Regions from separate parts of the Sus scrofa genome. Here region 2 is linked to region 1. The links are chromatin contacts, called in public Hi-C maps. All regions are on one chromosome and are shown on one strand. The core of a region is the stretch at or near the end of the contact, and the rest is flanking DNA. Distances in the headings are between cores, read along the strand shown. Region 1 has its middle 34 kb from the start of TTR. Region 2 holds the start of B4GALT6 (beta-1,4-galactosyltransferase 6).

What was found. A called contact is a pair of places that touch in the nucleus more often than the background predicts.
Region 2: a Hi-C map of liver shows a contact between it and region 1, with 2.1 times the contacts expected there. The contact joins the promoter of B4GALT6 here to the enhancer-like site in region 1. A contact is called at or near these places in 1 of 5 promoter capture datasets (liver) and 3 of 47 Hi-C or Micro-C datasets (embryonic fibroblasts, fibroblasts and liver).

The regions. Positions count from the first base shown.
Region 1 is chr6:115,461,174-115,463,727 of Sscrofa11.1, reverse strand. No RefSeq gene overlaps it. Among named protein-coding and RNA genes, the nearest start is that of TTR, 34 kb to the left of the region's middle. Within about 2 kb of position 1,282, at least 11 of the 83 cell types and tissues checked have an H3K27ac peak or open chromatin away from gene starts, as enhancers often do. A contact at or near this core is called in liver, where this site is marked.
Region 2 is chr6:115,591,995-115,594,548 of Sscrofa11.1, reverse strand. It overlaps B4GALT6 (beta-1,4-galactosyltransferase 6), which reads left to right and starts at 1,284. Exons shown (of 9, transcript XM_003127886.5): 1 at 1,284-2,450. The coding sequence starts at 2,336.

The sequences.
Region 1 (2,554 bases), core at 33-2,532:
ATTATTTTTAAATGTAAGAGATTCCTTAATTACTCGGTTTTGTTTTGGTTGCTTAACTCCATAAGACTTGGTATATAAATGAATTCATCCATCGGGAAAATAATCTTCTGTCAAGTGCCGGTCTCCCAATTTTGTTTAGGGAAACATTTTGGCTATAATTATATCTGGCCTCTCTGTTTGTTCAGTGACCTTGTTGACATAACATTTAAAATTTACACCGAGGAAAGAGGCTCCAGAATACATGGAAAAATCAATGAACGTCAGAGGGAAAAAAAGGTTAATATTTAATGTTCACATGGGTTGGGGTTATTTTCAACTTTCCCCCGCCCTCTTCTTTAGTATTTCCCACCTGCAACCCATCCCCCACCACACCCCAACGGCTCGTTCTAAACTCTGCTCATAAGATTGTCCTGCTTAGAAGTTTCCTGTGGCTCTTAACTGCATCGAGTCTGGGACTGAGGACTTAACCTCCCCCTGTATCCCTACTTTCTGCCATGTCCTCTGCATGTCATTTCTCAAACACTAGCCACCCTCGGCTCTGTGAGGTGAGCATTAAGCTGATCCCTGCTGACTTAATCTTTACTTTTCATGAAAAGCCCGCTTCTCTAAGAAGCCCCTTAGATATTCCCATCCCCAAGTTCATGGAGGAATTAATTTCTTCAAGCAGCCTTGGTGCTATCTTTGACATCTTGTTTATTACTGGGCTGTCTTGGTTTTCAGAAGATGTTTGTAACTACAATGACCACTACTGTGTCAACCCCTGAGGGGCAGAGGCTGGGTCTTACCTTTGAATAAACTTTAAAGTCACTAAAAGAGGCTCTGCCCATAGTGAGAAGGCAACAAATGTTAGTTTCATTGCATCTTGCTTTGCAGAAAAAATCAATATCTATTTGTAAATTAGTCCACACCAGGATGATTGTGTTATTTGTAAATTTGTTGGTCAATCCCTCCTCGAAAGGGCAGCATTTTTAATAGAATCAAAGTCTCATGACTGACCTTGAGAAAGACATTTTGTATTTCACCACAGAAGGAGCTGTACAGATTTTATCAGCCTTTCATAATCTGGGCTTCTTTCCTCAGGCACTCCTGAAGCATATCACACTTTATCTGGGAGGAGCACAGGTAGCAAAGGCAGATATTAGCCTTTGTGAGTTTGCCTTGCTTATGCCCTTGTTAAATTGCTTAATTTTTTTCTTTTAGTTTTGATACTTGGACTTTGCCTTCTTTTGCTGCATGCATAGTGCCATCTTGTGGCCCGAAGCATATGACACACATTTAGTTCAAAGGCGATGGTTTTGGGACATGCCCAGGAGAAATGTGCTTCTGTTATTCCACCTCTTTCTATGGTCCAGAGGATCTCCAAACAGAAAAACATGTCAATTACTACGAGGTGAATGTACACATAGTTTGCTGTAAGCCAACTCAACTTGGGCTTCATTCTAACAAAAGTCTATTTAGAAGTATTTATGATGTTTATATTTTGTGCATTTCCTCAACTTTTTCAGAGCAGTACCCCAAAGACTGTTTTTCCTTCCTCACCCCAATATTTTCCCGAAGAGAAAAAGGCCGTGTAAAAATGGGGTGACGGTAAGCATGGACCTTGGAGGGGCTGGGAATGACAAAGCTCGCGAAGACTGCAGCAGGGTCTAACTCAGAGGGTTGTGAAACCAAACTTTCTGCTGCAAGAAGCTGAAAGCAGTTGATATGGGAAGTGGGACTTCTGGGTTCCATCCTGATGTCAGCCTTGGGTAAGAGGACAGAATAAGGAAACAAATCTTTAATACAGTGAGTAAAATCTCTTGGCAATCCAAGCAACCAGAATATATAAAGAAACTCTGAAATAAACAGAAGAAATGTTGAGTCATTAAAAGTAGTTCCCATTATGCACTAAAACCTCCCTAGTTCTCTTTCTCTCAGAACCCTTCAGGCCCTTCTCAGAATTCACTGATTATGACTTTCTGATGATGGAGGTCCTGCCATGACGCAGTGGGTTAAGGATCTGACTACACTAGCTCCTAGCCACTGTGGAGGTGCAGGTTCAATTCCCGGCCTGGGGAACTTCCATATGCCTGGGTGCAGCCATAAGATTAAAAAAAAAAAAAATTTGGAGTTTCCGTCGTGGCACTGTGGAAATGAATCCAACTAGGAACCATGAGGTTTCGGGTTCGATCCCTGGCCTGACTCAGTGGGTTAAGGCTCTGGTGTTGCCGTGAGCTGTGGGTAGGTTGAAAAGGCAGCTTGGATCTGGCATTGCTTTGGCTGTGGCGTAGGTTGGCAGCTATAGCTCCAATTGGACCCCGAGCCTGGGAACCTCCATGTGCCAAGTGTGTGGCCCTAAAAAAAAAAAAATTCTGTTGAGGACAAAAGTGGGTTTGTGATGCTGCACTTTAGTGGTTGCAAATTAAATGAAGGACAGACAGGTGAGACACTGACATCATTGATCACACATAGGTTTAGGAAATCAATATGAATATTTTGTTGGATTTTCCAAATTTTCAATTGTCTTGTTTGAGTGTATCACGAGAGGATACAGACCAAAGAGGCCCATTCCTGT
Region 2 (2,554 bases), core at 35-2,534, 130 kb before region 1:
TCGCTTGTATAGATTTTTTTTTTAAACAAGTGAGTTTTATCTTTTATGTAATAGGTTGCTCCATTTTGTATTTCAGAGTCCCCTTAAGCATCTATAAATGCTGCAAAATTGTGTCATTTTCTTTTACATTACATATCAAATTAGCCAGAGAACTTGAGTAACTTGTAAGTACTCCAAAAAGTGAAATATTAAGAAATGAAGTTGAACTTGTGATTTCATCCAGTCAATTGTCTAATGAGATGTAAGGGAACCTCTTAGGTGCCAGACATCATGTTTAGCATTTCATAGTTATCTGATTTAATCCCACAACCTGCAAGCTTGTTATCATACCCACCGTTTGAAAGCTGAGGAGAGGCTTGCAGAGGGTAGTAGCTTGGCATGACTTTCAGTTAATCAAAGGCCTTGGTGGAATTAACTCAGGTGTTTCAGGTTCCACATAGTTTAGTACTACTCAGAGATGATGGAAGGCATGGGTATCCTGCTAGGAAGGAACCAGATACACTGCATCTGGAAATACTGAGCAAACAATGGCATGCAGCCACTCCTTCCATGATTAGCTGCAAAACAAACACCTGCAAACACATTTGGGAAAAATGTATATAGCTAAGGACTAACTAGTAGGAAAAGGCAGCTTTTGAACAAAGGGTAGACCACGACCTAGGAGGTGCATTAAAACAATTTGCCTATTGAAGCTGGTTGGTGCTGCAGCGCTCAAGGGCCTATCTGCGCCCAAGTCTTTTCCGCCCCTCCTGAACCCGTACAGCTAAAGTAGGACTACTCAGTGTTCACCTTCAGATGGGAAGGCAAGTTCTAGCATAAGGGATATACACAGATCCGTATCCCATCCTTATTGTACGTTTCTAGAGGAAGTGCAGGATGGGAGGTTTCATTACGAAGAACACCTGGTTCCCAGAGCATGCACTTTGGGAGGAAAGCACATCACAGGAGTCTCCTCCTCAGAGATACTCCCTTTTCCTCCAGGCACAGCATCTTTCGTTATCCATCCCCAGGGTGGAACGTATTCGAAGCTCAAGTCTCGTCTCTCAGCCCCCAGCAGCGTGGCAAGCGCGGGGGTGCCAGCGCGCGCACCCGCGCGCGGGGGCGACAGTGACGCAGAAGGCGGCCGGGGAGCGGGTCCTAGCGTGAAGGGGGTGGGGTGGGCAGGTTGTTCTGCGCGGTGCCGCTCGGGCCAATCAGGAGGCGCGGTGTTTCGGGCGCGGGGAGGGGAGGTGTGGGCGGGGGCCTTGGGGTTTCCTCCGGGCGGGCGCAGCGCCGCCTGCAGTTCCGAGGGAGCGCGCCAAACCCTCGGGGGTCTCTGGACAAGCTCCCCGGCCCTTGGAGGTCCGCCCCTTCTGCGTCCCAGACGCGGCTCCGACGGCTCCCGGGCTCATCTTCAGGCTCCTCGGCTCTGACCGCAGCGCCAGTCGCCCCGCGGCTCTTCGCCTGGTGTCCGGGGGCCGTGCGGGGGCGGCGCCGGCAGGGGCGCCTCACCCCGGGCCGGCGGCGGTAATGCTGTTGCGGTTACCGCCCTTGCGGCCGTGCGGACAGCTGGCGGTGGCAGAAGCCGGAGCCGGAGCGCGCTCGCCGCTGGCCGAGACGCCGCCCTCGCTTGCGCTCTGCTCCCGCGGCCGCCGCGGGAAGCCGGGGCCCCGCGCGGCATGAGGAGGAGGCTGTGCGCCGGCGAGCGCCTAGCTCCTCGGCCCCCAGGGCCCCCTCGGGCCCCCGCGCATCGCGCGCGCAGGCTGCGGCCCCGGCGTCCACGCTAGCCCCGCACAGGCACGAGACGCCTCGGCCGGGAGAAGGAGGCGGTGCGGGCCTGCGGAGTGCGGGCGGCCAGGACCTTGAGTGCCGGGGCTTCGCGACTTGGACCTTGGCGGGCGCAGGCAGCTGGAGCCGCGGGGGAGCCCAGCGTGCTGCAGTCGGCGGGCCCTCTCCGCAGGGGCGCCGCGGTGCGCAGCCCGCGCCTCTCCCCACCTGCAGTCCCTCCTCCCGCCGCTGCCAGGCCGATCGAAAGCGCGTCCTAGCCCTTCCACGGCCTCCTCGGGTCCTTAGGTCCCCGGGCCCCCCGCCCCGCGTCCCCTCTCCCCTGCCCCCTCCCTCGGCGTCCTCCGGCTCTTCCCCTCCCCCGACTCCCCAGCCTCCCATTCATTCCACTCGCTCCCTCCTCTCTTCTCCCCGCTCGGGCCCTCTGTCCCCAGAGCCTCCGGGCACGGACCCCGCTGCAGTCTCGGGGTTTGTTTTTTTTTTTAGCACATTCATGGAAGTTTAGGGCCTGGACGGTGCCCCCAAGTCCGGCCTAAGAGTGCAGCCTGAGCTGCTGGCCGGGAAGAGGAAGATGTCTGTGCTCAGGCGGATGATGCGGGTCTCCAATCGCTCCCTCCTCGCCTTCATCTTCTTCTTCTCCCTCTCCTCGTCTTGCCTCTACTTCATCTATGTGGCTCCGGGTATCGGTAAGCACCGAGACACACCCTCACTTCCCACGGTCACAGTGAAGGAAACGCTGCACCTTACTTATGGGATTTGGAAGCTGTATAAGCGGGGGTCCGGCAGAAAG